Regions from separate parts of the Mus musculus genome. Here region 1 is linked to region 2. A link is a contact called in public promoter capture Hi-C data. All regions are on one chromosome and are shown on one strand. Each heading gives the region's core, a stretch centred on a gene start, on an enhancer-like site or on the middle of the called end of the contact. The rest is flanking DNA. Distances are from core to core; before and after follow the strand shown. Region 1 overlaps Agmo (alkylglycerol monooxygenase). Region 2 holds the start of Sostdc1 (sclerostin domain containing 1).

Region 1 (6,326 bases), core at 189-2,688, 1.1 Mb after region 2:
CCCCACAGTAAACATCTTTGATTCTCCCTGAGCTCCCCATCTGGTGCTCTAGTTTGCCACACATTCCCAAACAACAGAACCTATTAATGACGGAAAGAACATGTTTAAAATGCAGATCAAGCTCAATCAATCCTTTCTACCTTCAAGTTTATTAATTCTGATATTTTCTTACAAAAAATACAAAACTACACACCTGTCAGGGAGTGATCATTCCCACATTTGGGGTCTACAGACATTCTCTCCAGAAGACTGTGATATTGAGGCAGCTGATGACACATGCTGCAGTCCTGAAACCACAGCTCATCCATCAGCCCTCTGCTCCTCCATATTCTTGGAGGTAGACCTGTATATTCTGGGGCGGAGTGTAAGAGAGGTGCTGTGCAGGTTTTGTTTGGATGAGTGAAGCATATAAATGGAAGAACACGTGGAAATGCTTAGGATTACTGTCCTTTCCCAGAGAGGGCAAACAGGCTGAGAAATGCAACAGTTCAGAGGAGTGGGAGAACTGGAATCCCAAATTTGGAAGCAAATACAAGTAATTTTACTCTCTCCCTTTCAACCTTCCCCTGCCTCTCACCCCATCCCACCTCCCACAGACATATCTTTAGGAAGTATATCTATATTTTCCTAATTTACTTTAAACTGTGCCCAAGATATGACAAGCATAAACCTATCTGGATTCCTGTGTTGAAGCCCTCCTACAGACAGAAGCCATAGAGGCCAATGCTCACCTATGTTTACATCAACTCACTCACTATCTTGTTCAGTATTTGTCAATCAGAGACATGTGTAGAAAGTTACCTTTTCATTTTAATGTGATTAAGATGCCTGAGAACTTGGTAGAGTTCATAAAACATTAATGTAGAAAAGTCACACAGTTGTATGTTGAAAATGATTAATTTTATTACATGTGTGTTTTACCTCGGTAGTAAAGATCACTAGGGAAATGTAAACTTGCTATCATAAACCATCTCCAAATGGTAACAAAAATAAAATAAAAATAAAATAAACCTCCCTCTATAGACACGAAAGTATTTCTAAAGCACTTCAAAAAGCAGTCTTTTTAATTTAAAATTTACCCCCAAAATAGTCCATTCGACCAAACCAAGTCACTGCTTAATTATAACCACAGATCCTCTATAATGCCTTATAATGCCTCAGACTCTTGAATTGCCCTATACAGCTAATTTTCAGGACTGAGAATCCACTAGAAAGAAGCTTCCTCTTGCAATTCGAAGTTGCAAAGGTGTTGCTCTGGTGGCTTGATTTATCTGCCCATGGTCCATAGGGTTACCAATGTGGTAGATGTGAGAAACAGCTGGCATGACTCTGCTGCCTCTGACATGATGCACTCAAAGGCAGGTGGACAAGACTGTTAAAGAGATTTTGCCCCTTTGGGCTGCTGCTGCTGTTGCAGTGGCTCCTGTTGCTGCAGCTGGTGGCTTTTTGAAAACTTATGGCTATCAAGCATTAAGCTTTTGAGCAGGCAGGTTGTAATTGCCTCTCCCATCCCCCTTGCAAAAGCATAAAAGCTATTCTCTGGGGAAACTTTGCACATGTGTTGCAGGTAGTAGTGGCTTTAATCAGCCTTTCCACTACTCTCCTTTTTCCAAACTCTCTGGCTCAGCTGGGAAGATCCTGTATGAGGCGGAGAAGACTGGCTGAGCGAGTGGATTTCATCCAGTGTCTCCTTAAGCTCTTCTAGGCCACCAGACATCCCTGTTTCATAAGCAGTCACCTCTTGATGTCTACGCCATTCTCTTATGTCTGCCTACCCTGATTGAGATTATAAGTTATATAACTTGTGAAATATGCTCTATGGAAATGCAACTTTTGGCCTAAGGTCTCCTCTCTTGCATACTTTCAGCATTATTATTTGGCTCCATTTGTTTTGAGAAGGAAGTATTTGGAAAGAGTGAACATGTTTGACACAAACATCAAAAAGTCCATGGTTAAACTTCCTCTTTGAGTAGCCCTGGTTCCACATCCCACAGATTTAGTGAAGTGATATTTTGAAGGCCCAATAAAAGGACACAGTAATTTTCTTTCAAGGAGACTTGTTGGCATATGACACCATGATATACGCAGCTACATATGTTTGGGTCCCCCCGGGGAGGGCACCGGAATGTTTGACAATCCCACACATGTTTTTAGATGTTGAAGTTCATGAACTTTAAAGAACCAGGTGTCAAATGGTTCTGTTTCTATAGTTTGGAAATCTTACTCTATAGTCAAAGATGCAAATAAAATCTATGTCATCTTAATTTGTTGAAATATGTACAGGATCTGATAAACAATTATCTAATAAAATTTTTAAAAATCATATACATTTTAAAATCTAGTACTTAAAAGTAATAGATAAATTGAAAGTAGCACAGTTTACTCAGCGACTTAATGTGTGTATCAAAGTACACCTAGAATCAAAAATACAAATACTTGATATGAATCACAGTCCATACCCTGATATTCGAGAATGCCACTGATCTAGATAACATCACATATTTAAATGAACACTGAATTACTCCTAAGTAATTAGCTTGGGGTACAATTTCATGAATATTTTTATTTGCCATCCATCTTTCTACATGAATCATTAGGACTGGTTTGAGGATTCCAAGTTAAGGAATAACACGTGGGTATGTTGAAAGTTAATGGTGTATGTTTTTTTTCCGTATTGAGTCAACCGATTTTATAGGAAAGAACAGTGTCCGCCAAATTTAAAGAAAACAAATAAACCTTAAAATAGCATGGCTGTCTTGATTTGGTTGGCACTGAGAATTTCTAAATAAAGAAAAGAACTGGGTGGACATATATCTGTGGTGAGAACATAGCCTGCCAGCCCTGGTTGAGTTTGATAAATTCCTTTTGCTGTCATAATTTGTACCATGGAGTTGAAAGTGTGAATATCGTCAAGAGTGCTCTGTGAAACTTTTTTCTACTTGTGAATTGACTACTTGTGCATGAATGCAAGGAACATTTAAAATAAGTAGAATAGTAGTTAATTTAGCTTCCCGAAGCAGACAACAACATTAAGATTATTGTCTATTATTGTCTATTTATCAAAGTTCCCTAGTCTCCCATTTATTACATTATATGTTATATAGTTTTACATGTGGATACATATGTAAATATTACACTAATTTCTCTAAGGATTTGTAAAATTATTTTATGCGTTTAGAAATTTTGATCTGTTTAAAATAACTTAAAGATAACTACTCATTTTTGGTAAGAAATCATAATATTATGGCTGTATAGCAGAACCACAAATGAAGACAGGTCATGCATCTATAGTACATTGCTACTGACTGTATTATCTAAATTGTAGCTACACATGCAAAAATATATTTACACATGCTATAATAAATCTTAACATTAACTGCTATGCAGTGAATATTTCAAAGGTAGTGCTGGCTAGACACAAGTCGTTTGGCAAAGCCTTTTCCTAGTATATATTTTCAGGGCTGTCTGCACAAAGATGCTGGCACACTCACCATGATTTCTATTCCAGGTGATGGATTTCTGTCCAAGTAAGCGAGTGACTAAATATTTTCCGGTGGAATCTAGGCACTGTAAAATCACTGAAGCCAAATAAAAAAGTTGTCGACCTTTCTAAAAAAGTAATTATAATAGCTTTGCATACCACTATGACAGAAGGAACATTTCCACTTAGATCACTAAATAACAAAATGAGTGGAACCTCATTAGGAGAAGTGGGGAGTAGAACAAATGTGCAACCAATATGTCCTTTGATCACCATGAATGAGTATCTTATTATATTTTCATGCATTTCCCAAACAGTCTTCCTAAACCTTAACAGTGTCTGAGGGCATAGACTCCACATGCCGTTCTGTCAAAGACAAGAAATCCAATCTGAACTCACTAAAAATCTGGGTCATCACTTCAACACAAGACAAGTCGTAAAACCAGAACACTTTGTATTTGTTGATTTCTGCTAATCTGAGCAGTCACAGAAGGAAATGCCTTCCAAAGTGATAGGAAGATGTGGCTGCCTGTTCAGAATTACAGCAAGAATCTAGCATCTCTTCCGCCACTTCAATCTAAACAGAGATTTAATTCTGGTACATGTCTTCTCTTACTTTTCACAAATTTGAATAAATAGGAGATTCTGTGAATTTATAGGCCGGTTTTGCACTCCTATTGTTTCAAACGTAGCACATGGGACAAACAGCACTGTGTGTTGTAATTCAGCTTTAATGATGGAACACTTGGTTTTAGACAATCGTTGAGGCTGCGCGTGACATTGTGTTTTAGCTTCAGACACTGCACGTAACTTAGCAATTATATTACAGCTTTCAATAATGGTTGTTGGCGGGATATCTGCGAGTGAAGTCATAGCAATTTTGAAAGAGAATGCTAATAAAAATACACCTGCCTTGTAGTGGAAAGTGAGCCTTTAATATCTCTGCTTTGAAGTGGGGCAAAGCCTTTGGTATTAACTAACGTATTATGATGGAGGAATAATCCTTTGCCCTGGGGGAAAGCAAGACATTGAAGTTGCGACAGATTGTTAAGTTTCTAATGACCCAGGGTTCAGTCACTTGATAATCATAAAAGAATAGAATGAGGTGATGATTTCTTAACACTACAAAGATATGACTATTTGAAAACACTTCATGGTAATTATAAGTAAGTAAGAGAACATGTGAATATTCCTTAAAAGTGACTCAGTAACTGTGTAAATGTTTGGTTTTTGACCATTTTCTATAATTGTTAAAGATTTCAAAATGATTTAAAATTGTCATTTCCAAATGATGCTAGTAGCTTCAAATTAGCTGTGCTCATTCTTCTTTAATTCCTTTAACTACCTCTCTTGTGGTTTGAAATGTCACTTGCTGATAATTATTTACATATGAAAGATAAGAGGAAGGCTTAGGTGTTTGCGGCCCTTGCTTTTGCTTTTGTAACATCAAGGGAGACAGTGTAATTGAAATCCCATTAGACTGTAGGAACTTTTCTCCTTTACGCAGTAATTTGTTTCCTGCAAACTTATTTTGCTTACTTGAATTAGTAACAATCTGTTATTAAATGTGAAATATAAGCGAAGTCTGCATATTAAGATTACTGCAGAAAACATTTTATTAATAAATACAACAGGGGTTTGAAAATTGTGCACAGTGAATGACCACAACAAATTATTATTCTTCAGATATTTTTTTTGCCATTAACTTGAGAATCACAGACTGTCAAAGTTGTTATAAAATAATGTTAGTTATTTTAATATTAATATAATTCATATATTGCCAAGCATTATACGTATTATGATTTCTTTTATCTTTTTTTGTTATGTGTTTGAAGCTACAGCAGAAATGTTTTAATATTTTGGTTTCAGAAGTTTCTCTCAGTACAGAGTATCAAGTAATCCAGAGAGTATACATTCGCACTTGTCAGGGCTGTATTTAACACCAACAGGCCAAATACATTGAAACTTTCTACCAAGTTCAAAGGTGCCACGGAGACCTTGAGTCCCTTGATAACATGATAACGAGTTACCAGGAGATGTTTGTTTTGGTTACAGAGCTGCAGGTTTTATTTTATTTCTTGCTTGGGAAATACCTTCTGATGGTTCTTAGGTCAGAAGGGAATCTTCCTAATTCATTTCGGACATCAGTCATTAGTGAGCGGTGAATAAGAAGCCGTTTCAATGGACAGAATGGAGCTGTTTTCTTCCTAGAGTTCCAGTGTGTAATCTGCATTTTCCTTTGGACCTGGATTGTTGTTGAGTTCGGACACCTGCTGGAAGGAGTATCAGTTTCAGGCTACAAAGTGGTGCTCTGAAATAAATATCACCGAGCTTGTTAAGTTTTGTCATCTGTGTCATCGCATTAGTGCAGGATATTAGGGTAAAGTGGAGTGCAGCTCAATTTCCTCGTTATACGTTCGGACGATAAGCTTTTTCTATTAATGTTCATAAAGAGTTTCTATTACCAGGGAGATCTCAAATTAAACAGAAAAAAAAATCTGAGAACATAACATAAAGCCCACGACTATGTAATACTTGTCATAGGTCTGACAAGTTTTATAATTTAAGGCATGGATATTTACTTTGTAATATCTGCTAGAAAATGGGAATTTAAAATGTAAAGCTTTTAATACCTTTACATTCACATATAAAGTTAAATGTATTTTCAGTTTTATAGCACATTCTGGCAAACCTTGCCACATATATTTAATTTTTGGTAAGAATAGATATTATTTAAAGTCTGAATTACAACCACTTGTAAGGACTTCTTGCCAGTGTACTCTCTTTCTCTATTAATTACTGTATTGGCAACTAAAACTAATATCATGCTGTATCAGTTCCATAT
Region 2 (5,624 bases), core at 727-3,226:
GCTTGACATATAGCCTACAAAATAATCTAATTTATCATGTTCCAGGAAGGATCTTAAAGTAATAAATTATCATATACAACAATAAGAAATCCACCTACTGGTGATACATAACATTGATTCTTTGGCTCTGATTTTCAATTTTTTATTTTGTAGAATTTTTAAGATATGTAAGAGTAAACAGAATATATCATGCTCTGCCAGCCCTCAACCCATGTGAGTTTACAACACCACAATCCTAACTACCCCCCACTGTATTATCTTGACACCTATTCCCGACACCATCTTGTTTTAACCCATGGATATTTTATATCTCTAAAGGATAAGCAGTCATACTTTCTAAAATAAAATCAAAGTACCCTGGGAAAAAAGAGAACACTTCTTATTTAATGCTTAGTCTTCTATTCTAGTCTTCTATTCGTATGCTTACTTTCTTTTTATAATAATAAGCAGAACATTGTTAGTTCTTAATCAGGGACGGTTTTGACACGCCGGGAGAAATTTGGCAGTAGCAGAATTTTTCCTTACAGCAGACAGCTACTGGGTAGAAGCCAAGGACAGTAGTAAAGATGCATAGAAGTGCCTATATAATAAGGAACTGCTGGTTCCAAAATGTCAGTAGGTGCCACTGTTGATATGTACAGTTAAGGAAGAAGGAAGGAGAGGTGGTGGTGGATAGCAGTTATAATGGACAAGAACTTATAAAGGAGAGAGATACAAAATACTAAGACATTTTTCTAACAGCCACACTGACCATTAAAATTGGATTTATCATTGAACAGGCAATTTGAAAGTTGTCCCAGTCAAGATGCTTAATAGATCCGATGAAACCTGCTTTTCTTTTAAAATCATTTCTTTATCTTAGGCTTCTATACTCATGCCACAGCACACATGTGAGGGCTAGAGGACAAAGTCCCAGAGGCCACTCTCCTTCTGTTATGTGGGTTCCGATGCTGAACTCAGGATTGCCAAGCTTGGCTGCAGGTGCCCTTCCATGCTGACTCATACTGCTAGACCCTTTGTTTTCAGAGTTAAAGAACCCATGGAGTAGCTCTGTCAGATGGAAATAAAGCAGCCCAGACGGTGACAGCACTTACTTAGGCAGCAGACTCAAAGGAAGTTACCAAAACCAATGTTTGACAAATACAAATATAACTCAGGACCTGCAGTATATGAACAATCTAGAAATATTTTGAATTGGTAAAGGGTAATAAATAGAAAATGGTTTTCTTTTGGGCAAGAGACATGCAGAATGCTAAACCTTGCTGACATATTTTAAGATGAAAACTGATATGAGTTAATTTAATTCAGACAGAGTTCTGCTCATTACACCCCCCAACCCCCCAACACACACACTCAGGACCGCTGGCAGTACCAGGACCGCTGGCAGTAATTTACCTAGCAGGACAGTTGCTCCTGCAGATCAAAGCAGCATTACTTAAGTGTGTCCAGAGGGCAGGTTTTAGCTCTGTGTCTTCCTCTTTATGAGAAAAGAGAGGGGAAAAAGGTTTTCTTCTTAAGAGACAAAACATATTTAACTAAATAGATCTTTTACTCAAGTCTGACACTACTCAAAAACTCATATGGCTTCTTCTAACTTTTGGGGAAGAAGCCCCTTCAGGCCCCAAATTTTCTTTAATCTGAGGGGAATAGAGAACAAAAGTGTGAAAAATAAAATAAACTCTGTCTCTTTATGTGAACAGCAACCTACTTTTCCTTCCATTAAACTTGACCATGAACCTAGGCTCCGGAGAGGACCTGGCTGAGGAGCAAGTGGTAGCAGTTGTGACAGGGCTGTGCCTTGCCTGCTTCAGCTCGTAGACCAGTAAAGCCCAACTCTGAAATCGCAGGCAATTTGTGTAGCAAGCCCCTCCTCTTCTGCAGCCCGTCTTCTCCATTGGTAAAATTCTTTTGCAGGGTCAAGTAGGGATCCCACCCCTTCTCTGTGTTTTCACTCCGAAGCCCTACACAACTTTACACCTGAATGAACGCCAAGCCTCTGGCTATATAAAGGGAACCTTGGGAAGGGATTCCACAGTCCACAGTGCAGAAGCAAGGGGGAAAGAATTAGCGGCTCCTCAGCCCAGCAAATCCTCCACTCATCATGCTTCCTCCTGCCATTCATCTCTCTCTCATTCCCCTGCTCTGCATCCTGATGAGAAACTGTTTGGCTTTTAAAAATGATGCCACAGAAATCCTTTATTCACATGTGGTTAAACCTGTCCCGGCACACCCCAGCAGCAACAGCACCCTGAATCAAGCCAGGAATGGAGGCAGGCATTTCAGTAGCACTGGACTGGATCGAAACAGTAAGTGTGTTTTACTTGTACAGATTTTTTTTTTCCTTTTGGGGAGCATCAGCTCCCACTCCTGTAGAATGCTTTTGCTGTAAACTAACGTGAACCATCTACGCTTTTGCAAAAACAATCTGGGAGCAATCTGGTGCATGTGTAGGCTGGCGTTCTTTCCTGGGTAGTGATTTTAGAGTTAATACAAATTAAGCCGGTGGCTTGATAATGCAAGCAGAGACATGGTTTATCCAGTGCCCACAGAAAAATGCATCGAGGTATTGAACTGCTGCTTTTTAAAAACTCTGCAAAAGGGAGACTTCTTTAAAGTGTGGTTCTGTGTGCAGTTTAAGTTCATGGCGTCTTACACTTTGCTAATTTCAGATCGTGCAGGAATCTGGTGAAGTGTCTAAAGGTAACTAACCGGAACTATGTATAGGGAATCACAATGGATGAAAGGAAGCTTTCAGGAAATATGGAATTGCTCACACAGATGTCTAAAATATGTCTAGTTTGGAGAGGTGTAAAGACTTGATGTCCACTGTTAAACGGGTCTATACTACAAAACGTTGGAGCATCATGGTTTTCCAAATTGTTCTTTATTCAACAGGTCAAATTGAGACAATTGTATGTTTCTGTGAAAGACTGGGTATATATTTGTAACAGGAGATTTTACATAATAGGATGCTAATGTTTGGCACAGGGAGTATTTCTTTACCCTTTTCTGTTTGCTTAATTGACATACACGTCAAGTGACTACTAGTTAGAGGGGTTCAAATTTCTTCCTCTAACTTTTGCTCTATTCTCTTCCTTTAAAAGATTTCTGTTAGTAAGGAATGTGAAGAAAGGCAGAGAAACAGTGTACAGGAAACCTTACACAAATCTCTGCCCCTCCACCTTAAACTCCATCCAACTGTGTAAAAGCGTTTTGACCTTTGAAAAGTCATACCGTATATGACTGGTCATATCCCACTAAGAAAACTGAAGTGTTTTCCTTGCATGTAGTTAATTTCAGAGCATAGGAAGTGTCTGTCTGAGCAGTACCAGGTTACTGAAAAGTGTGGTGGGTGTTCATTGTCAATGTGAGAAATGTCACCACAACAATGCCCAACCTTATACATGAGGAACAAAAAGCCAGGAGAGTCAAAATTATTGCTGGCTGTTTCCAGGTACATTCCTAAGGCAGCTGTAGGAAGGTGAGCTGGAATCAAAAGCAGGCAAGCCTAGCACATTGTCCAGCCAAACCGTTAACCCTTTCATCTCCGTCTCTAACTTTAGCTCCGTATGTACATACATATGCAGGCATATGCTGCACACTTCCTTTAGTCTATGAGCCTTAAAGTAGATGTTCAGGGTACAGAATTGGAGCAAAACTTCTGACCCACTGTCCACTTTGAGATAATTCTCAGGCATCAGAAGAACAATTTCAACAGGTTTTATTAGTTTTGGCTTGGACACACCATCTGCCTATGTTGTTAAGCCTTGCCCTCTCTTTCTTGGTTAATAAGCCTTGATTTCTTTTCAAGTGTGTCAAAAACAGTTCTCATTTAGATAACAAAGGATTTAGTTATCAAAGTAACAAGAAAGAAAGTTTGAAGTATTGTGAGATGAATTTTATTTTAATTACACTAGGCACGTGACCAGAAACAGCCAATTAGAGAACATGCTTATCAAATCCAAATAACTAAAACACAAAGTTTTCCATGCCTGATATTCAGGAAATGAACACCGTGGTTCCTTGTACAGTTGTAAATCAGACATGTTAGGTATTTTTCTGCTGTAAAATTCATGGAAATGTAGCCAAGTTGTTATGGCAACCATACGTTCCTAATTTAGGGGCTTTTGTATTCTTTAAATATTGAATTGTGGTGGCATTTTGCATTTCAAACATGTTGCTGCTTATATTTTTAAAGCACAGCTTGTGAATTTATGTTTAGAATATAGTTATTAAGTTTGATATGCAAAATGTCATTGGCTCTACCCATATGCATGTGTGACCACGCAGCTGAATCCTATAATTGAAACAAAATATTACAGCATGCATATTCACTGTACACAACATTTAAATATGTTCCACATTTTCTCAAGAGATTTTTGAAAAACTTAATTAAAAGCACTTGCAGTCATTAACCAATGTGATCCATGAGAGCGAGTACATTAAAGTGTATTCTTTGAAGAGTGAATATTTACAAGGTTGGAACCATTATTGGGAATGAGACTAAGAAATTGTGACTTTTCAATACTTTTATAAACAATCAGATATTGAAACACATGAAAAAGAAATGAGTTTCTCCCTTGCTGTCTCCCTCTCTATCTCGCTCTCTCTCCTCCCCAAAGTTACAGCCTTTTTGTAGCCTTACCATTATAATGAAAGTGTCTTCCAAGCCTCCCGCAGACTTGCATTGTGAACATAAAGTAAGTACATTGCAGTTTGGATATCATATTATATACATATTATAGATATAGTTACTGCAAATTACTTAAAACAAGAACAAAACCCAAACACCTTCAGTTGCTTTCTGTCCCTGATGCAGTTCTGTCCTGTTTCCTGCAGGTCGAGTTCAAGTGGGCTGCAGGGAACTGCGGTCCACCAAATACATTTCGGACGGCCAGTGCACCAGCATCAGCCCTCTGAAGGAGCTGGTGTGCGCGGGCGAGTGCTTGCCCCTGCCGGTGCTTCCCAACTGGATCGGAGGAGGCTATGGAACAAAGTACTGGAGCCGGAGGAGCTCTCAGGAGTGGCGGTGTGTCAACGACAAGACGCGCACCCAGAGGATCCAGCTGCAGTGTCAGGACGGCAGCACGCGCACCTACAAAATCACCGTGGTCACGGCGTGCAAGTGCAAGAGGTACACCCGTCAGCACAACGAGTCCAGCCACAACTTTGAAAGCGTGTCGCCCGCCAAGCCCGCCCAGCACCACAGAGAGCGGAAGAGAGCCAGCAAATCCAGCAAGCACAGTCTGAGCTAGACCTGGACTGACTAGAAAGCATCTGCTACCCAGATTTGATTGCTTGGAAGACTCTCTCTCGAGCCTGCCATTGCTCTTTCCTCACTTGAAAGTATATGCTTTCTGCTTTGATCAAGCCCAGCAGGCTGTCCTTCTCTGGGACTAGCTTTTCCTTTGCAAGTGTCTCAAGATGTAATGAGTAGTTTGCAGTGAAAGCCAGGCATCCTGTAGTTTCCATCCCCTCCCCCATCCCAGTCATTTCTTTAAAAGCACCTGATGCTGCATTCTGTTACAGTTTAAAAAAAAAAAAAAACAAAAAACGCTCCTTTCCCTAAACCCCTTCCCAAACTAAATCCCTCCGAACCAGAGAAGTTCGTGGAAAAAAATGTA

Evidence for each region. Promoter capture Hi-C pulls out the DNA fragments that hold promoters and counts their contacts.
Region 1: a contact with region 2 is called in a promoter capture Hi-C map of hippocampal neurons, with 4 times the contacts expected there. The contact joins the enhancer-like site here to the promoter of Sostdc1 in region 2. A contact is called at or near these places in 8 of 39 promoter capture datasets (the 3T3-L1 cell line, cranial neural crest, frontonasal cranial neural crest and 3 more).

The regions. Positions count from the first base shown.
Region 1 is chr12:37,441,218-37,447,543 of GRCm38.p6, forward strand. All of the region lies in intron 12 of Agmo (alkylglycerol monooxygenase), which reads left to right. It overlaps Gm34408 (a long non-coding RNA gene), which reads right to left. Exons shown (of 4, transcript XR_003950116.1): 4 at 5,521-5,754. Among named protein-coding and RNA genes, the nearest start is that of Gm34408, 31 kb to the right of the region's middle. Within about 2 kb of position 1,439, at least 6 of the 459 cell types and tissues checked have an H3K27ac peak or open chromatin away from gene starts, as enhancers often do.
Region 2 is chr12:36,312,193-36,317,816 of GRCm38.p6, forward strand. It overlaps Sostdc1 (sclerostin domain containing 1), which reads left to right and starts at 1,977. Exons shown (of 2, transcript NM_025312.3): 1 at 1,977-2,306; 2 at 4,840-5,624. The coding sequence starts at 2,102. The coding sequence ends at 5,255.